7 separate regions of the Mus musculus genome follow, and regions 1, 2, 4, 5, 6 and 7 are each linked to region 3. Evidence: chromatin contacts called from public Hi-C and HiChIP or PLAC-seq data. All regions are on one chromosome and are shown on one strand. Each heading gives the region's core, a stretch centred on a gene start, on an enhancer-like site or on the middle of the called end of the contact. The rest is flanking DNA. Distances are from core to core; before and after follow the strand shown. Region 1 holds the start of Hrob (homologous recombination factor with OB-fold). Region 2 holds the start of Fmnl1 (formin-like 1). Region 3 holds the start of Ccdc43 (coiled-coil domain containing 43). Region 4 holds the start of Ubtf (upstream binding transcription factor, RNA polymerase I). Region 5 overlaps Nmt1 (N-myristoyltransferase 1). Region 6 holds the start of Acbd4 (acyl-Coenzyme A binding domain containing 4). Region 7 holds the start of Atxn7l3 (ataxin 7-like 3).

Region 1 (2,862 bases), core at 144-2,643, 450 kb before region 3:
TAACAGCCAAGAGTCCTGGAGTACTATGTGATTCCAGGTATGACCCTGACCAAGCTCACATGCTCACATAGCAAAGAGGAGGTAGAGTTGAGAGCCTATGACCCAGCTATCGAGACTTCAGCATCTACAGTTTAACTGCTATACCATTTTGCTTCCTAGAATTCCAGGGGACTGAGGGTTTTTTTTTTGTTTTGTTTTTTGTTTTTTTTTTGGTTTTTTTTTTTTTTTTTTTGACAGGGTTTCTCTGTGTACCCCTGGCTCTCCTGGAACTAACTCTGTAGACCAGGCTGGCCTTGAACTCAGAAATCCGCCTCCTTCTGTGCTGGGATTAAAGGCGTGGGCCACCACCACCTGTCTGGGACTGAGTTCTTGACTAGAGGCTTCAGGAAGACAACCCCCCTATAATTATGTGCAAAGCATCATGTGTTTGTACACATGTGCCTTGTTCTGAGGAAGAATCCACCAATTTAGTCATATTTCTATGGCTCAGACGGCTACTGTGCTCTGAGGAAAAGACACACCCTGTCTTTCCCGGATCTCTTCATTCAGTCTTACTTGCCTTATATGCTTGAGCCAGGCCTTACCTTCCAGTCCCTGCATGGCCTCCAAAGTAATTTTGTTTATGTTTTTGTTTGTTCGTTTTTTCTGCAGTGTATGTATGTATGGTAGCTGGGACCAGAGTCTTGAAGACGCTTAGTACAATGTTGACCATTGGAATGCACTCCCAGCTTTCAGGCCTATTTTTCTAACATGCAAAGAAGGCACACATTTTTCTGTCGTAGAAACTCTTTAGGGCTGGGCGTATTATTAGCTTAGTGTTGAACATTTGCTTAGCACGTGCAAGGCCCAAAATCGTTCAATCCCTCCTCATTCACCAGAGGATGATGGCGCATGAGGCTCTCTACCTTTTCCTGTCTCTACCAATCAGCTTGGCCTACAAAGTGTGAACCCCCCCCCCCCCCCCGCCGCCCTCCCCGGTTCCATCCCTAGCACCACATAAAACCAGCCACCCCAGCGTTTGGGAGGTAGAGGAAGAACAATATGGAGTTAAGGTTATTTTCGGCTACAAAGTGAGTTAGAGGGCAGCCTGGGCTACACGATCGGCTGCGTTCTGGTGAGGATGAAGTCACTCTCAAATCACCAGTGTGCTCAACAAAAAAAAAAAAAAAAAAAAAAAAAAAAGAAGGGAGAATAAAGTGTATAAGATTTCTCCAAGCTCCCTTTCAACCAGAACGTGGCAGCCGGCTGGACTAGAGGGACCGCTTGGGGGCGACCGAGAGACCTTTGATTTTCCCTTTAAGGCTGCGGCGGAAGGCCCGAGGAAGAAGGACTTTGTGTCGGCAGGATAAAAATTGGTGCCTTCCCTTTAAGGGGGCGGAGCTATTGTTTTGGCGGCGGCTTTGAAAGCCGCTCTGGGTGCACGTTCTTAGGCGCCCCTCTCTCAGTTTCCGCTGCGGTCTTAAAGACGCTTCTCTTGGACCTTGCTCTGGGAATGCGACCGGACATAGTTCCCTACTCTACGTCTGGGTCGAGTTGGAGGTGAACCCTTGAGTCTGACACGGCCGGGCCGACCCGCCGGCCCGAGCCCACGGCCTGTCGTTATGGTAATGCCGCGTCTAAGCCGCCCGGGCTCTGGGGAGGAGGCGTTCCAGCCCCGGGGAAGCCGGACTCCGGGTTGGGCTCCGGGCTCGCTAGTCTGCTAGGACGGGATCTGCCTGGTAGAGACTGAGTGTAGTCTGCAGACCTGGGGGCTAGGTAGGAAGGGCGCGCAACGCGCAGGAGACCTTGTGAAAGGTACCTCCCCCGGACATACAGACCTACAGACAGACAGAAAAATAGTCATCAATCCCTGCGAGCCCAAACGTCACTGGCTTTTGGAATCTTTGCCCCCAACCTCGTGATCTTGGGGTGACTAACATTCAACTCTCCTCTCCCTCCTTCCCTTCCTCTCCTCCTCCGCCTCCTCCTCTGTTTTTATTTTTTTGGGAGGAGGGTGGGTCCTTGAAACAGGCTTTCTGCCCCTGGCTATCCTGTAACTCAGTATGTAGATTAGGCTGGCCTCGAACTCAAAGTTCTGCCTTAGGCGTTCTGGGAATTAAAGGCAGCAGCTACCATGCCACACGCCCTCAATCCCCCACCAAAAACCCAGGCTGTGGGTGTGACACTCGTCTGAGTCTGCTGTCCAGGAAGAAGAACCGTAGACTGGGGCAGTCCACACTCTTGGCAACTTTGCCTTTGGCTTTGGTCCTCTGTAGAAAGAAATCACTGGCTTGATCCTCAGAAACAAGGGTTTCAGGCAGGGTCCTTTCTTGTGTTGGACCAACCTTTGAGATTCTGTTGCAGAATACTCAGGCCTGTTTCCAGAGGTGGTGTAGGCAAGTAATCCCATCCTTTGGGAAAGGAAAGGGTCAGGAGTTCAAGGTCAGGGGCTGGGGAAGTGGCTGAGCAGGTAAAAGGTGGTTGTCTCTGATGCCTCAGTTACATCCCTAGGACCCATAGGGTGGAAGAAGCCGACTCCCTCAAGTTCTTTTCACCTTCACACCCATGCAGTAGTGTACCCCACCCCCACTAAATCAATCATTTTTTTTATATAAGATTTGAAAATTACCTTTATCAACATAATAATGACTTGAGGCCAACTTGGGCTACTTGAGACCCTTATGCTGACCCTGCCTTTGTCTCCCTTAGCAGTCGCCTCTCTTTTACTATCTCCCCTTTCTAGGAGTAGTTCAGATAAACTGTGTGTGTGCATTATATGTATATATGTGTATATATATATATTTTTTTTTTGGTTTTTTTTTTTAAAGAAAGTATTTTTTTGGTTTTTTTTTTTTAAAGAAAGTTTTTTTTTTTTTTTTTTTT
Region 2 (3,046 bases), core at 318-2,817, 470 kb after region 3:
CCACCCACCCTGGAAGTCCTTGCTCAGGACATGAAATGAGACTATCTCTCCCATGGTGACAGGGGCGATGGTGAACTTGGCAGGAGGAAGGCTTTAATCAGGTCAAGCTGGGGAGCGTGCAGGTTTGTGTCTGGTTTTCCTCATAATTAGATAATTAATTTCCCAGTTCCTGCTGAATCCTTTGTCAGTGGCTTTGAGTATGAACTAGAGAGGTGGGAATGACCTAGAGTAGCCATTTAGAGCCCCTGGGCTGGCACAGAGAAAGTTCAAGGCTCCCTCAGTGTAGGGCACCTCACCCCATGGACTGGCAGAACAGGGAGGGGCTGACTCAAGAGCCCCACAGATTAAGTGGGAGAATTAGAGGTGTTAATTCAGGATGGAGTTCGAGCCCCGGTTATGAAGGCCTACCCCTTCTCCACTCTCCTACCCTAAATAAGAAGAGTCCGAGGCTATAGATTTTTGGATATGAACAGAGAGGCTCGTTTCTGCCCTAATTATCTGTGTGGCCTTGGACAAGACCCCTTGCTACAGCTACGGAAAGGCCCCTTGTTACCGTTACAGAAACAAGGACATCCATACCTACCTTTGCTGGTCACTATCACAGAAATCTTTCTGTAACTATCAGATAGCCAAGATTGTCATTCTTCAGCCAGCCTAGGTCCCTCATGGTGACAGTGTCAAGATTTTCCACCCATCTGAGGTGCCTGTTCCTCCCCCAGCCTAGCAGCTGCCTTTAACCCTTCTTAGTGCCCTACTTCTCCTTGGCACCACCACAGTGATCTCCAGGTTCGCCAACCTCATTTTTCCACGAGTGCCCCCAGTCTAAAACTGCTGAAGATGCTGGCACAGTCACATCTGGTCAGGTCTCAATTGACCTATGTCATTGTCCTCCAACCTGTTTGCAGATAATTCCCTCTGGTCCTCAGATCATCTCTGGGCCCAACGGAGGAGAGACACAGAGGTGGGGGGCCTGGAAGGGGGTTCCCATCTTCTTAGTTGGGGACCCCAAAGGGGGACCCCCAGCAGCAATTACGCCCACCAACCGCACCTCAGCGCCACCTTAGGTTTCTAAGGCGCGCGCGGATTGGTTGGACAATCTTCCGCCCGGGGGTCTGCCTCCTCCAGGCTCGGGCCTAGGGACCCCCCTACTGCCGGGCTTAGGGTGGAGAGCTGCGGTTCTAGGACCCGGAGGCGCCGGGCGAGCGCGCCGCTGTGTTCTCGGCCTCGCCTGGGTCGGCTCCGGCTCGGGCAGGTGCATCGGCGGCCGCCCCCTCCGCCGCAGGTGCACTGCTCGGCAGCCCCCAGCCGGCGCGCCATGGCTGCGGAGGACCCCCGGCCGTCGCCCGCGCCCGCCCCCTCCCTGCAGCCCGCCCCCCTGGGGCCGGGTGCGCGGCGGAGAACTGCGGTTTGCGCGCACCGGGAGCGGCAGCAGAAGTTCGAAAATCGCCGAGGGGGGAGCCCGCGCCGCAGCTTCCTGCCCCCGGCCCAGCCCTCTGGCCCCGGCCGCCTGCAACCCTACTTCCTCCCCGAGCCTCGGTCGCCGCCCGCTCCCTCGGACGGGGCCGCCGCGATGGGACGCCGCGCCCCGGCCCCTGCACGCCGCTGAGCCGAGAGCCACCTAGCCAAGCCTCGCCACACAGCGCTGCCCTTCGCTTCCAGGCTCCCGGAGCCTAGTCCGCGACCCCCAGGGAAAACTGGATCTCCGAGGCTGGAGGCGCCTGGCCGGCTGGGTGGGGACCACCATGGGCAACGCGGCTGGCAGCGCCGAACAGCCCGCGGGCCCCACCGCGTCGCCCCCGAAGCAGCCAGCCGTCCCCAAGCAACCAATGCCGGCGGCCGGGGAGCTGGAGGAGAGGTTCACGCGGGTCTTGGTGAGTGTGACCTGATGCGCACCAGGAGCCAGGGATGACAGGGGCTCCGCATGCGTCCCCGCCTCTTGGGACTCAGGTGCGGCTTGGAGATCCCTGGTCCACCTGCTGTCCCTCCAGAGGGGTAGGAGTAACACTGTCATCTTTCAGAGTGACTTGGCACCCCCCCCCCCAAGAAACTTTCTTTAGCCCCCTCCAGGAAGCTTTCTTAAGAGACCCCCCCATCGACCCCCTTCCTATGCTCCTAGTTCTAAAGGTGTCAAAAATGTCTCATAAGGTTGAGTTCCAAACGCGCCCCAGGTGGGAGGGGGCTGGCGCCCACTTTTCCACTGCACGCAGGCCCAGCGGCTGGGTGCAAGTCTGGAGCGCTTTGCCCTTCTGCGTCTCAGGGTCAAAGAGGAAAGGGGTTATAATTTAACCTTCTGGAAGCTGTAGACCTAGTGGAGCCTTCAGTCCTGGGTTGTTCTGGTGTCTGGCGTAGGAGTTGGACTCTTAGACCCTCCACTTGTATTTATCACCCCCACCATGTCCCGGAATGGGTGTTTGCAGTCATTCCCTCATCATGGACCACCCCCAACCACTGAAAGGAGTAAGCTTAGGAAGGGTGGGGCCAGGATAGGCTGGTCATTCTGGCTTGGAGTGGAACAGAAATCTGGAAGGCTCCCCTCCCTCTTGGCTGTCACTTGCTTGGGAAACTGGGGCAGGCAAGGGTGGGTTAGGATGGAGTAGCAGCTGAAGTCTGGGCCTCTGGGAGGGAGCCATCAACTCATCAACTCTGAGCATGGAGTTAAGTGGTTCAAAGTGTTTCTGATAGGGTGGGCTGTGCAGGCATTGGGAGGCAGAAGTAGGGGAGGGGAAAGGCCAGTCTTTTTCACTTCCTCCTCTTCACCCCAGCACTCTTTCCTGCTGTCTTCTGTAGGTGGCTGCCCAGTGGCATCCCTGTTAGGCATCCCTGGCTGGACACCGGGTGACAGTGGGGAAGGCTGGGCTGTTTCCTAGAGGCATTTTCCAGTCTCAGTAGGCTGATGTTGCAGGTCTGAGGATGGGAGTCCAGAGGAGGCTCACTCTGGATGCAAAGAAGTGCTGACCCTCTGTCCTCCACACCTCCTGGATAGCATTTCCTCTCTCTGGCAAGCGAGCGAGTCAGTAGGCCTGACTTGCTAGATCCTTTGCATGGT
Region 3 (2,883 bases), core at 264-2,763:
GAACGGATTGTCCAATCCCCTTAAACTAGAACTACAGATGGTTGTGAGCCACTGTGTAGGGTCTGGAAATGGAACTCAGGTCCTATGTAAGAGCAACAAGTGCTCTCAACTACTGAGCCATCTTTCCAGCCCCCAACTCAATTATATTAAAAAGGAAGTCTCTACAGGACAATCTCAGGGCAAGAGAGGTAGGGAATCTAATCTATGCATATAATCTAACTGTTTCTGTTGGGAGTGGAACGGGGAGGGATGAACACCGCACAAATATCAGATTAGAAAAGTGGGTGTCTTGATCGCCTCTGATACATAAATACAGCTTTAAATTACAAATTTCTAAATTAGTGAGTCTCCTTGGTCTGGTTTGCCAGGGTCTCACTTGGCAAGCCCAAAGTTGGCCACCCACTTGCTGACCTCTGCAGGGCTGGGATTATAATCACGCATCACATCACAGCATACTGTGACGAATCTGCATTTGAGTATTTGAGACAGGGTTTCTCTGTGCCCCGGCTGTCCAGGAACTCACTGCGTAGACCACAAAGGCCAGTCTCTGCCTCCTGAGAGCTGGGATTAAAGGTTTGTGCCCCACCCACGAACCTGCTTCTTTTTGGTTGTTTTGTTTTTTCAACAAAAAAGGGTTTCTCTGTGTAGACCACGATGGCCTTGAAAATCACAGAGATCAGCCTCCTGAGTGCTAGGACTAAAGATGTGCACCAGCCACCATTCCATACAAATACCTTATCTGTTTCCAGTTTGTCTTCATCACAGGGTACCGCCCCACCCAACACACATTAATAATTACTGAATTTCCCAAGGTTGCTTATCGTGAAAAGATCTCCATTACCTTACCAATTGAGGACTCTACTGAAATTGGAGCCAAAAGGGAACTTCCCACAGGCTTTTGTCATGGGACAGCCCTGAGACTACCCGCTAATGGGCAGACATCTCAAAAACATTTTACTCCCCACTCTAAACATCGCAAACCATAGAAATGGAACTATTAGACGTTTATGATCGAACTGCCATTTACACATCTTAATGGCTTCAGGATACTCTCTAGCACATCCAAAGGCACCCAGGGAGCCTTGTTGCCCGGAATATGGGGATCCCATCCTCTCTGTACACCTGCAACCCAAAATCTGGCGAGGGAGCAGCAGCCCACTTCTCCCTCAGTTATGCTTCTTTCCGGTAAAACCACTAAGCCTTCGTGACAGCAAAAGGAAAGAGAGATGTGAAGTAACGAAAGAGGTTCCCAGATTTCTCCGTGAGGTTGATAGGATGTGTCCCGACTACTCTACTCACCAGGAAAGCAGAGAGGATACCCTGCAGGGCGTCCAGCTTCTCTTCCTCCTCCTCCTCCTGTAGGACGCCAAGGATGTAAGCGGCGTAAACGGCTCGGTCCACTCCCAGCGCCTCCAACCGTCCGTCAAGCCAGGATCCAAAAGCCCCGCCATCGCCTTCACCGAGGACTGCCGCGGCCACTTCGCTGGGCGCCGCCATGCTGGGGACAGGGTCCTGCCGGACCCGAGGGTGCCTACCGCAGTGCCTGTCGGGCCGCGCCACTGGGCCAGCGCGCATGCCCGGAGAGGGATCCTCCACCCCTGCGCGCCGGGCTGTGATCCGCGGTTTGAGGTATCTTTATGTCCTCGCAGCTAGCGCTTCTCGGTGTAAGCGTGGTCGCATGGGCACCCAGGAACACCGGCAGGTGAGTTTTGAACCGGTTCGTTATAGTTGGCAACGATCGGATTCAGTGTCATTGTCAGACACGTGACAGAGAGCTCAGAGGACTGCTCACCACGGATTCCAGCAGTTCTGCTCTGCGCCCGGCAGGTTCTTGTGGAATGTGAAGCCAGGATGCCCCACTGAGTCTTGTGTTCCGGAATACCACCTTCACTGCCATTCCAAGCCGCCTTCCCTGAAAACCCAAATTTCAGAAAACGTTCTCTGACTCATTTCTGTACAGAGACACATAGCAGGTTCTCAACAGTTAAACATGCAGCCTCGGAGTCATTGCTTTTAATTATTGCTTCCGTGTTTCCACAGGTATACCTTTGAGGACTGTCTTAGAGTTTCTGTTGAGATAAGACACCATGGCCAAAGCAACTAGGAGAGAAAAGGTTTATTTCAGCTTCCACTCTCAGGTCACGCCCCATTACTAAGGGGAAGTCACAGGAACTCAAGGCTCGAACCTGGAAGCAGGAGCCTTGGAAGATTGCTGTTTAATGGCTTGCTCCTCTTGCCTTGCTCAGATTGCTTTCTTCCACCATCTAGGAGACACCTGCCCAGGGGTGGCACCAGCCACAATAAGTTGGGCTCTCCCACAACAATCACTAATCAAGACAATGTCCCACAGGCCAATCTTATAGGAGGTCGTTCTCTAAATTCCCCTCTTCCCAAATGACTGTAGACACATGACAGCCAACCCAAGAAACAAGTTCTGTCCTCTGCCAGGGACGGTGCTAAGAGGTTCCCATGAAGTATCTGTTGCCATCTTCCCAACAACCCAGCGAGGAGATGCCTTTATGTTCGATTAAAAGATAAGGAAACTGGAGCGATGGCTCAGCTGATAAGAGCACTGGCTGCTCTTCCAGGGACCCAGTTCAGGGGATCTGGCACCCTCACACAGACAAACATGCAGGCAAAACATCAATGACATATATATATATGGGTAAGGAAATGACACACCATGAGAGAGAACCTAAGAGGGGACAGAACTCTACCAGCAGAATGCCAGCTCTGGCCTGAGGTGGGCTAGACTCAAACTACAGAGGAGGAGGAGGAGGAGGCTGTGCAGGGGCCTTTACTCTGACTGCTTGCTTCACTGGATACTTACTGAATACATTCACCACAACACTGTTACAGACTGACAATTCAAAGATGAGTGGC
Region 4 (3,003 bases), core at 310-2,809, 380 kb before region 3:
TCCCTAGCCCCGGCCCCGGCGCACGTCCTCCGCCGCCTCGGTTACCCGGCGCAGCGCGGCCTCTGAGCTCCCCGCTCCGGCGGCTCCCTTCTCGGCTCTGAGCGCGGCGCCCTCCCCCGCTCGGCCGGGCACAGCCGCAACTCCCTCCCGCGGCGGCAGCGGCTCCTCCTCCGGGCGCGGCGGCGGCGCTGGGGCGGCGGCTGCTGCTGCTGCTGTGGCGGCGGCGGCTGTGGCTGCTGCCTGCTGCTCCTCGCGGCGAAAAGCACAAAGCACAGCGCCCTCCGCCTGCAGGCAGCCCGCCCGCCCGCCCGCCGGCCCCGGCCTCAGCTCGCACACCCCCCGCCGCCGCAGCAGCCTCCGCCGCCGGAGCGGGGAGGAGGGAGAAGGGAGGAGGAGGAGCGGGAGGGGGGGCGGGAGAAGCGGGGCAGCGAGCGCGTCCTTCCCCGTAGAGCGCACACCGACCCCCGGGGAGCGAGCGCCAGCCCGCCCGCCTCGCCGGCTCCGCTCCCTCCCACAGCCTGCCCGGGCGGGCTCCGCGGGGGGCAGCTGGGAGGAGGGGCGGGCGCTGGGGGGACCCGGGCGGCCGAGGCGGAGGCAAGGAAGGAGGGGAGGGGGGTGGTGGTAGTGGCGGCGGCGGCTGCTGCTGTTGCTGCCGCCGGGGAAGGGGGGGGCCGGGACAGGGAAGACACGCAGCCGCCCGGATGGCGGCGGGGCTGCGAGCCGAGGCGGGCGAGCAAGCGGGCGGCTAAAGCGACCTCGCCAGCCCCGCGGGGGAACTAGCAGGCTTGGCCGGCGCGGGAGGAAGGGAGGGCCGAGGTGCGGCGGTGGAGAGGGTGGCCGGCGAGCCTCGCGGGTGCCGGCAACCCTGCTCTGGAGCTCTCTTCCAGGCTCTCCCAGCTTAAGCTCGGTTTCCCGGCCTAGTCCTCATCTGCTCCTCTCTCCCGCCTCCGGGAGCGGGCTAGCGACCACCCTGGTCCCCGGAGCGTGGCTACCGGCTTGGGACTCACGCTCCCGGATCGCGGTGCGAGGTTTCGGCGCCTACCTCTCGGTTCCCTTATGCTCCGCAGAACACCCGTGAAACTTAAAATATATATTCTTAGTCCCCTAAACAACAAAAACCTCTCCCGTCCCTCCTCACACCCGGGAATCGGCCAGGAGCTGCCGACCCCAGCGGAAGAGTCACTCTGGGAGCCGGTTCAATCCAGCCCGGCATGGCTATCCAGGCCTTCCCGGGCGCGTGGAGGACGGAGATTGGCGCCGCCAGAGAGCAACCCCTTTCCCCCGAAATCCGCGGCACCGAGGCTTACTTACCGAGCAAGTGGGTGCTAGTGAGGGCCGGGGGCGCCAGGCAGCACGGCAAGCGGAAGAGCCGAGCCGCAGCTCCGCAGCTGCCGGCGCCCGGGCAGCGAGTCTCCAGACAAAGCCCGAGATGGCGAAGCGGAGCGACGGCTAATGGCGAGCCCCACGCGCCGCGCTCCGCCCGCCCCGCTCCGCCCGCCCGCCCGCCCGCCTCGGCGCAGCGCAGCGCAGCGCCGCTCCGAGCGCTCGCCCGTCAGAGCCGCCTTGGCGCCGCCGCCTCCCGGGCCGCCCCGGCCTCGCCTGGCCCCTCCGCCTCCTCCGGGCGGCTCAGCCTCACCCCTTCCCTCCCACCGCTCGGGGGCTGCACGAAATTTTAAAAAAAGGAATAGTAAAAAAAAAAAAAAAAAATGTTTTTTGCTTTTTTTTTTTTTTCCAAGGCAGATGTTTTTCGACATTTAGCTCTTTTTTGGCTCCCAGCTCCCACTCACCTGCGGGGCCTCCGGCAGGGCTGGGGGCGGGGGTGCGCGGGGCTGGAGCCGCCGAGCGCGGGTTGAAAGCTAGCCAAGCTCTGCAGCGCCCGACCCGGGCGTGTACGCCGCCGCCAGTCCCCGCAGAGAAATCGTCCTCCTACCCCCGCCTCCATCGCTCTGCGTTTCTCTTCCAATCAGCCGGTCGCTTGGCGGCTCCTCCAGTCTCCGGCCAAGCCAGCTGCCTAGAGCGAGCTCCACTCCATCTGCTTGCCCGACTCCTCGCTCTCCTGTCGGGGCGGGCAAGGCAGCTTGAGGCCGGAGGGGGATCTGTGAGGGATCCTGCCTGCTCCCTCTCCCATTGCTCCATCCTTGCTGTCTCCTGCCTCCTCCTCTCCTGCGTTTTTCCAACTCTCCCCTGTCGCCACTGGTGTGTGTCTGTGTGCGCAGGTTTTCTCTCTCTCTCTTTTTTTTTTTTTTTTTATTGCTTTGCTTTTGCAACCCTGAAGCTAAAGCGGGATGGGGGCGAAGGGGAATGTTACAAAAAAGAAAAAGGGAAAAAAAAAAGCCTCCTAGGTTTGCAACGTATGAAAATACCCGGGAAGTACCCCGCCTCGTTTGGGTCTCGGTGCCCGGCGAGGGCCTTCCGGATTTCAGAGCCAGTCTTGGGTTGTTCTCGATGTCCCCCATCTTCACCGGCCGTATGATCCGAGGAGTTAAGAACAAAAAGTTCACCCCTGTGTCGTAGTAGGGTGTCAGTGGGAGTTGGGGAGGTTTTTCAAGAAGCAGCGGAACGGCCATCCCTTTACCCTGGGCTTCAGTAACTAGGCCGCGACCGGGGTAGGGGTTTAGAGCAAAATCCCAGCGCGTTTGTGCGAAAGAGCTGGAAGGGGGAAGTCGGAACCGGGAACGGAGCTTCGTGCGTCTCCCCCTCGGTCTCTGCTTCCAGTTGCCTGCAAGCTCCCCCTTTAATTTTTTTTTTTTCTCCTCCTTTCCTTTAATCTAATTTCTTCCAACTCCACCTTTGTTGTTACCGGCGTCACGCCTGGATCAGCCAATCCCCTTCTCGCAATCAGCTTGTCAAAAAGGCTTGGCCAGCCCTGAGAAAGCAGGCCGCGGGCGCTGTCCCCCCACCCCGGCGACGACGGGGAGCCCACAAGAGAGCTCCGCACCCCGGTTTAAGGCAGGATTTGAGCAGCCCGGCAACCACAGATCTAACCTCCCGTATTCCACCATC
Region 5 (2,812 bases), core at 218-2,717, 350 kb after region 3:
GAGTGAGTTCTAGGACATCCAGGGCTATTTATTACACAGTGAAACCCTGTCTCCAAAAACCAAATTAAGAGAAAGAAACTAAATCCAGGTGGGCCTGGCATATGCCTTTGTTAAACAAAATTTGTTGGGTGATCATGTGAGGCCAAGAGAAAAGACTCAGTGGTTAAGAACACTTGTTCTGGTGGAAGGACCGGGCGCAGTTCCCAGCACTAGGTGGTGGCTGGCAACCATCCATCCATAACTCCGGTCCCAGGGCTCTGACCCCTGCAGCTGACCTCCATGGGCACCAGACATGGGGCATATGCAGGCAAACACGTTTCTGTGACTGTGCCTGCTTGTGTTAGGTGTGTGTTTTCCCTCAGAGGCTAGCAGAGGGCACCGCACCGTGCACCACATCCCCTGGAGCCGGCCTTGCAGGTCAGTTATGAGCCAGCTGGCATGGGTGCTGGCAACTGAAGGGAACTGAAGAACAGCCCTGCTCTTAGCCACCGAGCTGTCTTCCAGTCACCATCCAAGTAGGGATCTAAGGCAGGTTCCTTGATGTTTCATCGCATGTTGGCACTCACAGTGAGTACAGCGTGCCCGTGTGAGGTCACGTGACACTGCCTGAACTACCTCAGATTCCGTACATATTTAATTTTCAGTTTGTGTTTGGTTTTACTATTGCTGAATTTTCCTGACACCCCCACACTTTGACTTACATACCCGAGGTTACAATTCAGTGTCAGAAGCTTCGGTCTGTGTGACTGTTATGTGACCTGAGCAAACCTTCAGCCTCTCTTCAGATCTATTCTGTCTAGCTGCCCTCTTTCCTTATCCTGTTGTGGAGAGGCTCTCTCTCCCCTCAGTCCCGTCCCACTAAGGCTCAGAACCTGCCTTCCACCTCACGAGTGCGAGGCTGTTCTACTGAGTGTGCCCCCTCCAACACAGAAGTTAAATGTCTGAGGACAATTGGAAGTTGCTTAAAAGTACTTGGAGGGCTACATACCTGTAATGCAGCATTGGGAAGCTGAGACAGGAGGAGTGCCATGAGCACAAGGCCAGCCTTAGCTACTTAGTATTCTCCTGTTTTTAAAAAAAAAAAAAAGATGGGCAGGGCTGGTGAGATGGCTCAGTGGGTAAAAGCACCGAATGCTCTTCCGAAGGTCCAGAGTTCAAATCCCAGCAACTACATGGTGGCTCACAACCATCCGTAACAAGATCTGACTCCCTCTTCTGGTGTGTCTGAAGACAGCTACAGTGTACTTACATATAATAATAAATAAATCTTTAAAAAAAAAAAAGATGGGCAAACCAAAATAAACAAAACCTATTAAGAGGGAGAGCTTGCGTGTCTGGCTTTCCTCTCCAGCCCCGTCTGGTTTCAGTTCCTGCCTTCATCTCGGCTTCCGAGCTCCCCACAGAGGAGGGTTGGGTGAGAGGGAGACTTCCCGGCTGCATCATGCAGGAGGGTGAGTCAACCCAAAGGCATCTGGAGGGCTCAGAGCTCTGATGCCCCGACCTGGCAGTTAGCTGGCCCACAGGCCTAGAGGCTGACGCTGGAAGGCTGAGAGACCCTGGCTGCTAGAGCAATCATCTGACTGAGGAGTGAGGCCAGTGCACTGTTGTTGGTCTTGACACAGAGGCAGGCTTATGCAACCTTACAGATCTCTAGTCAGGGAAGAGTGTCTGGGCTGGAACATGACGACACCCTACACCAACCAGGAGACCGGAAGCTAAATTAGCTGTGATGGGTGTTTGTCATTCAGGAGCCTGCCCGAGAGTTAAAGGATTTCCAAAGATGAGGCACCTTGGATCCTAGAGATTACTCTGAGGTTTTGCTGTGCGCTCGCCCTTACTAGGGACCAAAGACTGGAGAGAGATTGCAGTTACAGAGCGTAGAGTGTTCGTCAGCTGCAGGGCTCCTAGGGACCGGAGGAATTTACTCTGATATAATTGTTTCTTTCTGGGACAGGATCTGTGTTGCCCAGACTGGCCTTACACTCACTGTGCAGTGGAAGGTAACTTTGAAAGCTCTGGTCCCTCTGCCTCTCCTGAGTGTTGGAGTTAGAGGCTTGTACCACTCTGCTGGGTTATGTAGTACTAGGTATGACACACACAGGCAAAGCAGCCACTCTACCACCTGAACCTCCTCGATAGCCTTCCAGTGAGTGTGTTCAGTGAGCCCCTTCACGCACGCTGTGGGCAGACAATAGACTTGCTGTGCTCTTCTTCTAGGTGAAGTGGTAAACACCCATGGTCCAGTCGAACCTGACAAAGACAACATTCGCCAGGAGCCCTACACCCTGCCCCAGGGCTTCACCTGGGATGCCTTGGATCTGGGAGACCGTGGTGTGGTGAGTAGGCCTGGCTTGTGGGTGGGACAGGACTCTTAGGAGATGAGCCTCAGAGAGCTGAACAAACCCCATCCAGTACTTCCTGGGCATGCCCAGACTCTACAGTAAGAGCATGTCATAGGTGTAAGGGTGAAAGTTGACTTCTGAAGTTCCTATTGTGGAACCTTATTTTTTTTTCTTATTTTGTTTATTTATTTTGCTTGTCATTGGTTTTCTTTTATTTTGTTTTGTATTGGGGGCAAGTTGTCTCTCTCTTACGTAACTGGCTATCCTGGAACTCACTATGTAGACTAGGCTGGCCTCGAACACAGAGACCACCTGCCTCTCCCTCCTAAATGCTGGATTAGAGGCATTTGACACACTGCCTGGCTTCTTGTCCGTACCTTGCTTGACTTGTGACCTGGGCTGCTGAGGGTCCTGCCCTCCACGCCTTTCCTCAGTGGCGACCCAGCACCTTGTGCATTTTTAATAATGGT
Region 6 (3,016 bases), core at 94-2,593, 400 kb after region 3:
CTGAGCGTGTAGGTTGGGATGGCACACAGTCTGAGTGGCCCCGACTAGATTCTTTGATGTCTGAGTCAGTTTCCTCCTCTGTGAAATGGGGTGCAGGACACCTACCTCAGGAAGGTGAGCTTAGCACCACACCTGCAAACCACAGCGGTATTGAGCCGACTCGAGGGCTCCTTGAAGACTAGTGACTTCCCTCTCACCTCTGAAATAGGAAGCTGGACTGTTTCGCACCATTGCCCCGGGTCTTGCCAGGGCTTTGTTACTGCTGGCAGAGAAGACCTGAGGGTTACAGGGCTGGCTTGGGTGTCTAGAATCTCGCAGAGGCCATCTGTAAACAGCCCCTCAGGATCAAGAACAGCAGGTGCTGTAAGATGCCCACAGACCTCAAGTAGCACTTGGGAGATGAATGTACGTACCTCCGCGTGCGCGTGCCTCTGCCTCCCGAGTGCTGGGATTAAAGGCGCGCGCCACCACTGCCTGGCATTGTATTTTTTTTTTTTTTTTTGAAACAGAGTCTCATAGACCCCAGACTCATACACACACACACACACACACACACACACACTTTACTTTGTAGCAGAGAATGACCTTGAACTCCTGATCCTCCTACTGACACCTCGCCAGTGCTGGGAGATTAACAACAGTAAGTCGTTGTGATACTGGGGATCTAACCCAGAGCTAAGAGCTCTACCGATTGAGCTACATCCCCAACCTAACTCCAAGCTTTATCTCTCAGTCCATTCTCCTCACTCTCCAGCAACCCTATCCATGCCCCGAGTCCCAAATTCTCACCCCAGCACGGCCCCGCGAGCGCCTCCCGGTGAGAATGCACCGGGGGCATCCAAGCCTTCTAAAACAGCCTGGAAGTCTGATGACCCCAGGTGTGAACCCCAACTGGAACAGTGCTGGTGCTCCTGGTCAGATCCTCCCCAATTCCAAGCACCCTGGCAAACCAGGTGGCCCGTACACCCCGCTCCGTCCAGGTTGTCCCTAGAGACAGTGCGCGCCCACCCGGACCCATCCTTGTGTGTCACTGACCCATCTTCTTCAGTGCCCGTAGCCCAGGCCTTTTGGTGCTGCTGTCCGACGACGCGGGCGAGGGCGGGAACGCGAGGGGCGCTGCGACCTGGGCGGACACCCGGGATTCCTCCGGCGAGCGGCGACTCCTTTTCCAGCCACCGCACAGCATGGTCTCGAAGGGCCCAGGGCCAGGCCCGGGATCTGTGCGTGAGAACCGGGCAACGGGAACACAGCCCGCGGCGCGGTCCGGAGCTAAGAAACTTAGCGGCGCCCTAGGAGTCAGGAGGAGGAGACCTCGGGAGGAGGGAGAGAGGGAGGGACGAGGTGGAGGTGGGCGGAGCGAGGCCGAACTTAGGCGGTGCGAGGCGCCTGCGGGACCCCAGGCCTGGAGCTGCGCGCCCTGGTGTCTACGCGTTCGCCCCTACTAGTGAGTCGGTCTTTCCATTTCCTTAGAGGTCCCCGGATCTCCTTTCTACCATTGGCCAGAGTCCCTGTTGAAGGGAATTGAATTTCCCGGAGGGATAGGTTTGTCCTCCGGCGCAGACACATTTTTTCTGGGAACTCAGGACCCTAGTCCATCCACCTTAGCCGGGTCCCTTAGGGAGCCAGACAAGGGACAGATCTATAGGAGATCGTCCCGGGCCACAGGGTCCTAGTACGGAGGAAACCCATAGAATTCTGAAGCAGAGCTGCGCAGGAATGGGGACGAGAGGCTCGGGCAGTGACGTCATGAATTAATCTCCGGGCTCGGGGCCAATAGCCAGTCCTCAAAGGTGGATGCCTTGCGGCCAACCGATCTGAAGACTAAGATGAGACTAAGTTTAGAGTTCCAGAAGCTTGGTACCCCAGAGCGACACTCCATCCTTGGTCAAGGGATCTGCACAACACTCTGCCAAGGTGTTGATGACGTCAGCCAAGGAAAACCTCCTTGTACGGGTGCCGGTGTAGTGTTAGACGTACCCTTGTGAATGCGAAAGGGTGGAGTGTGCATGTGGCTTTCAAGCACGAGCTTTGGATAGGGGCAGCGAGCTGGTCGAATATTGTCACTTGGACGCGACCTACAGCCAGGCTTCCCACGCTAAAAGTAGCGAGTTTCGGGTCCTAGAATCTCCATCTACTTGTCCCGCTGTATTCTTTCCTCATTTATCCAAGTCCCGACAATTCTTCATACTAGCTTAAGTCCCCATCACCACTGCGATCTTAAATTTGCTTACTATTTGTCAAACCTTCGCCTCTGCTTGATCTCTTGATTCCTTCCAGGAGTGTTCCTTTTTTTTGTTGTTATTTTTCTGGTTCACTCTTACTTTTTCCAAAACTCAGCTCCAGTGTCCTTTCTGCGGAACGCCGGGCTCCAGGACTCTCCTCTATTGCCAGCGTAGACGTGTTCCAAGAGCTGAGTCGAGGTGCCTCGGACAGGCGGAGCCCGCATCAATCAACCCACTCCCGTGGGTTTCCACCAGGGGGCGCGAGGACTCTGCGACCATCAGTGTGTCCACCGGGAGGCGCTGCAGCCCGCCTCGGGCTGTCGCGCGGTGCGGAGTGCCACCCATAAATTAGCCCCGCCTGGCTGGGCGAGGCAGGATAGCATTATTTGCATAATCTTGAAAGAGCCTTCCTTACTGGTTAGGGTATAAAAGACCAATACGAAACGGTGCCTCTGGTTGGCTTTTCTCCTAGCTCTGTATCCCGCCCTATCCCTGCCCCTCTGGAACAAGAGGTCAATCGGAAGCCTCTGGTGAGTGATGAGAAGAGGACCCTGGTGTCCTGGCAGTGGGCGCCTAGGGGTGAGTGAGAGGCTGGGGCGCGGGGAGCCAGGGTTGAAGGCTGTTCGTCCCATCCTGACTCCTCCTCGTTCGCTGATTCGCCTGTTCAGGAATTGGAAATGGGTGTCTAGAGAGGTGCATCCGGGGACGTACGTGGCTCTGAGACCCTTGCCACCTGCCTCCCCTCCCACTCATGGCCAAGTTGGTGGTCCTCGCCACCCTGGCCTCATTGGCGC
Region 7 (2,843 bases), core at 86-2,585, 400 kb before region 3:
AGGTCTATAGGAGGCAGCAGCTCATCCCAGGTACCCAAAACTCAAACCCCTCTTTGATACCCATGGTGCAATGCAGCAGGGGGAGGAGAAGGAACTCTAAGGCCTCAAAGCAAACCCACAGGGTGTGGCAAAGAACTGCACAGACTCCTCAAGACAACCCCCGTTTCCCTAAGGGCTGTCATAGTCACCTCTGCTTTCAGCCAGGATGTCCACTTGGGGGGGTACTGCTACCAGAAGTAGGAATGGCCCTAACACCCTACAACCTTCACCCCACTCTGTCTTCTCTTAAAATAAGCCTGCCACTCTACGAGAGGAACAGAGCCCAGAGAAGCCTACAGGCAAAGGGCATTTCCAGCCACCAAGAACGTGAGCAGAGGAGAGCCCCGTGGTACGCACGCGAGTGGGCACTCCCCTTACCTGTTCTTTTAGATCGCACCCTCCCTCCCTCAGGACCAGCCCGGAAGTCTCTCCAAGAGCCCCAAAGTCCAAAAACCCCACCGTAGGATTCAGAAACAGTGCCCACAGTTCGGGGCCCCACTGAAGAGTGGGTACGAGTTTAAGAAGCTGCCGGCCTCGAGTGGGGTGGGGACTGACAAATGAGCCAGGGGCACTGGGAAGGGGAGCAGGCCGTGTCGCGGCTCTTCTCCCGTCCTTGCGGCACTGCTGCTGCATCATACCGACTGGGGGGAGGAGAGCCGAGCCGCCCATAGGCCGGCGGCGGGCCGGGACAGACCGACCCCCAGAGAGTAAGCAGAGTGGGACGCGTCCCGACCCCACTAGGTCGCCGCCTGCCCAGATCCCGGACGGGCCGGGGAGAGGATTCCGGGAGGGTGTCTCTATTGTCCCGGGGGCTGGGGCCTGGCTCCCTAACAAAGGCCCCGCGCCCCCTCCCCGGCCGGCCCTGCCCCGCCCAAGGAGGACCCAGCCAGGGGGAGACCGGGGGGCCCCGGCCCGGCCGGGAAGCCGGGGAAAGCCGGGCGTTTCCGCGTCGGCCCTGGGGGAGGGGAAGGGGCGCTGACCCAGACCTGGGGGGAGGGGGCCCAAGCCCCGCCTCGGGCCCCGCCCCCCGCCCCCCGCAGGCCCCTCCCCCGTCCCTGTTCTGTACTCACCCCGCCCGGGGGGCCGCGCCGGGGCCCGGCGGCCTCTCAGGGCCGCGTCCTCCGGCGGCGGCGGCGACGGCGGCTGCTCCGGAGCCCCATGTCCGTCGGTCCGTCCTCGCCTCTCCCCGGGGCCCGGGGCCCGGGGCCGGGGGGTCGGGCTGCCCCCCCGCCTCGCCGCCTCACCGGGCGGCCATGGCCCCTTCCCCTCCCTTCTCGTCCCGTCGCCGCCTCCTCCTCCTCACCTCACCCCGCCCGCGCGCAGTCCGCGCGCCGTCCGCGCGCCCCTCCCCCCGCCCCCCACTCCAGCCCGCCTCTCCCGGGCGGGGGGTGCGGCGCGAGCCCGGAGCGCGCGCGCGTGCCGCGACCGGAGGATGGATGGATGGAGCGAGCGAGGACGCGAGCGTGCGCGCGCGCGCCCCTCTCCCCCCTCCCTCGGCGCGGGCGCGAGGCCAGGCGCGAGCGCGCTCCAACCTCCTCCTCTTCCTCCTCCCGCCCCTCCTCAACACCCCGCCCTCGCCCTCCCTTCCTCTTCCTCCTTTCGCTTTCGCGCGCCCAGCGACTGCTCGCGCCTGCTAGAAGGGCCCGAGCGCGTGCATCTGCCCCGCGGCCGCAGCTCGGCAGCATTTGCTCCAGGGGGCGGGGACCGGGAGGGGAGGAGGGGCGCCACGCCGCCGTCCAAAGTACCGGCGGACGGGACCTGGGGCGGGGAGATGGGTGGGGCCTCCGTAGACGAGTCCGGCCAATCGCGGAGTGTCCTCGGCCCGGGAGGCCCAATAGGCTCGAGGTGGGTGGGGCAGCGTTCAAGGTGAGGTGCGCGGTGCGCCAGGGGCGGAGACTTGGTGCCGTCCCGGCCGGCTCGGGGGCGGAGGCAACGGGGTGGCGTCGAAAGAGAGCGCCGGCTCCCAGCCGAGCCTGGGACGCCTTCCGGCCCAGGCATCCCCGCCCTTCCCGCGGGGTTCCCTGCTCTGCTCCCCGGTCGCTCCCCCACTTTGACCGCGAGGCATACAGTCAGTTGTGTGAAGAGTCTGGGCTTGAAATGGGGTGCAGTTAGGCGCTCAGGAAGGAACAACCTTAAAAGGGGCTGGTCTGCATTCGTTCTCTGGGTTTCGGAGTGGGTCACCAGCCACCCCAGGCCTCCGAACCGAAAAGAACCCAAGGGAGAAGGTTCACTGCGGAGTGCAAGCTGCGCCCTTCTGAGTCGAGCGCGCTCCCGCCCTTATCCTAATTTAGATCCCACACCTGCTCGCCTTTCCTGCTTCCGGAGCCCACGCTGGACCCTCCACCTCTCAGACAGACTGCTTAGCACTGGCCAGACTCTGCCTACACTAAAAGCTGCTCCGCTGGGAGTGGCCTTACCCTCCATCTCTCGCCTCTTTAGCTTCGGGAGGAAAGGTCCTTTTCTCAGCCACCCAAGGTGTTTAGATCTGCGCTCACATGTACGTGGCCGTGTCTACAGCCTCGAGACTTTTGCGTGCCAGGCCTCTAGCTTCAGATAAAATTAAACTCTGGAATCACGTACTTTGAGACCATCTTTGGTTCTTCGCTCTTCAGCAAACATGTATGGAGGTTCTTGGTAGATATTTCGAAGCGGATAAGACCACACGTTAGTTCTGAATTTAACTTGGTGGACCAGGCAAAAGACCTTCTTACGCCTCTTTTGTCCATTACCAGAGGACATAATGATAGTACCTATTTCATAGGAAAGACTTAACAATTAAGTTTATGCCTAGCCACTCCTTTTAC

What was found. Hi-C and Micro-C count contacts between places; a contact is called where the count stands out from the background. HiChIP or PLAC-seq counts read pairs in DNA pulled down with a chosen protein or histone mark.
Region 1: an H3K4me3 HiChIP or PLAC-seq map of bone marrow-derived macrophages shows a contact between it and region 3, with 4 times the contacts expected there. The contact joins the promoter of Hrob here to the promoter of Ccdc43 in region 3. A contact is called at or near these places in 1 of 39 promoter capture datasets (hippocampal neurons), 1 of 115 datasets of contacts at active chromatin or transcription factors (bone marrow-derived macrophages) and 1 of 9 other capture datasets (adipose tissue).
Region 2: a contact with region 3 is called in a FOXA1 HiChIP or PLAC-seq map of pancreatic cancer cells. The contact joins the promoter of Fmnl1 here to the promoter of Ccdc43 in region 3. A contact is called at or near these places in 3 of 115 datasets of contacts at active chromatin or transcription factors (embryonic stem cells and pancreatic cancer cells).
Region 4: a contact with region 3 is called in an H3K4me3 HiChIP or PLAC-seq map of bone marrow-derived macrophages, with 2.9 times the contacts expected there. The contact joins the promoter of Ubtf here to the promoter of Ccdc43 in region 3. A contact is called at or near these places in 5 of 39 promoter capture datasets (the HPC-7 cell line, cranial neural crest, hippocampal neurons and 2 more) and 4 of 115 datasets of contacts at active chromatin or transcription factors (bone marrow-derived macrophages, embryonic stem cells and pancreatic cancer cells).
Region 5: a FOXA1 HiChIP or PLAC-seq map of pancreatic cancer cells shows a contact between it and region 3. The contact joins the enhancer-like site here to the promoter of Ccdc43 in region 3. A contact is called at or near these places in 1 of 484 Hi-C or Micro-C datasets (cerebellum), 4 of 115 datasets of contacts at active chromatin or transcription factors (the SCID.adh cell line, embryonic stem cells, pancreatic cancer cells and 1 more) and 2 of 9 other capture datasets (adipose tissue and liver).
Region 6: a contact with region 3 is called in a Hi-C map of CD8 T cells, with 6 times the contacts expected there. The contact joins the promoter of Acbd4 here to the promoter of Ccdc43 in region 3. A contact is called at or near these places in 1 of 484 Hi-C or Micro-C datasets (CD8 T cells) and 4 of 115 datasets of contacts at active chromatin or transcription factors (embryonic stem cells, memory CD8 T cells and pancreatic cancer cells).
Region 7: an HNF4G HiChIP or PLAC-seq map of pancreatic cancer cells shows a contact between it and region 3. The contact joins the promoter of Atxn7l3 here to the promoter of Ccdc43 in region 3. A contact is called at or near these places in 1 of 484 Hi-C or Micro-C datasets (natural killer cells), 10 of 115 datasets of contacts at active chromatin or transcription factors (the SCID.adh cell line, bone marrow-derived macrophages, embryonic forebrain and 5 more) and 1 of 9 other capture datasets (adipose tissue).

What each region holds. Positions count from the first base shown.
Region 1 is chr11:102,247,489-102,250,350 of GRCm38.p6, forward strand. It overlaps Hrob (homologous recombination factor with OB-fold), which reads left to right and starts at 1,394. Exons shown (of 10, transcript NM_153544.3): 1 at 1,394-1,604. The coding sequence starts at 1,602.
Region 2 is chr11:103,169,571-103,172,616 of GRCm38.p6, forward strand. It overlaps Fmnl1 (formin-like 1), which reads left to right and starts at 1,568. Exons shown (of 26, transcript NM_001077698.1): 1 at 1,568-1,871. The coding sequence starts at 1,743. Gm51919 (a long non-coding RNA gene) reads right to left here and starts at 1,006. Exons shown (of 3, transcript XR_003949776.1): 1 at 584-1,006.
Region 3 is chr11:102,696,212-102,699,094 of GRCm38.p6, forward strand. Ccdc43 (coiled-coil domain containing 43) reads right to left here and starts at 1,514. Exons shown (of 5, transcript NM_025918.3): 1 at 1,300-1,514. The coding sequence starts at 1,497. Gm34392 (a long non-coding RNA gene) reads left to right here and starts at 1,568. Exons shown (of 2, transcript XR_389053.1): 1 at 1,568-1,629; 2 at 1,729-2,003.
Region 4 is chr11:102,317,537-102,320,539 of GRCm38.p6, forward strand. It overlaps Ubtf (upstream binding transcription factor, RNA polymerase I), which reads right to left and starts at 1,560. Exons shown (of 21, transcript NM_011551.7): 1 at 1,312-1,560.
Region 5 is chr11:103,049,989-103,052,800 of GRCm38.p6, forward strand. Nmt1 (N-myristoyltransferase 1) reads left to right here. Exons shown (of 12, transcript NM_008707.4): 4 at 2,218-2,336. Among named protein-coding and RNA genes, the nearest start is that of Gm42090, 3.7 kb to the left of the region's middle. Within about 2 kb of position 1,468, at least 174 of the 459 cell types and tissues checked have an H3K27ac peak or open chromatin away from gene starts, as enhancers often do. A contact at or near this core is called in adipose tissue, embryonic stem cells and pancreatic cancer cells, where this site is marked.
Region 6 is chr11:103,100,345-103,103,360 of GRCm38.p6, forward strand. It overlaps Acbd4 (acyl-Coenzyme A binding domain containing 4), which reads left to right and starts at 1,344. Exons shown (of 11, transcript NM_025988.2): 1 at 1,344-1,444; 2 at 2,338-2,752. It overlaps Plcd3 (phospholipase C, delta 3), which reads right to left and starts at 1,314. Exons shown (of 15, transcript NM_152813.3): 1 at 1,036-1,314. The coding sequence starts at 1,186.
Region 7 is chr11:102,295,294-102,298,136 of GRCm38.p6, forward strand. It overlaps Atxn7l3 (ataxin 7-like 3), which reads right to left and starts at 1,336. Exons shown (of 13, transcript NM_001098837.1): 1 at 1,110-1,336. Gm33851 (cyclin-dependent kinase 13-like) reads left to right here and starts at 1,096. Exons shown (of 2, transcript XM_030246466.1): 1 at 1,096-1,884; 2 at 2,331-2,624. The coding sequence starts at 1,472. The coding sequence ends at 2,403.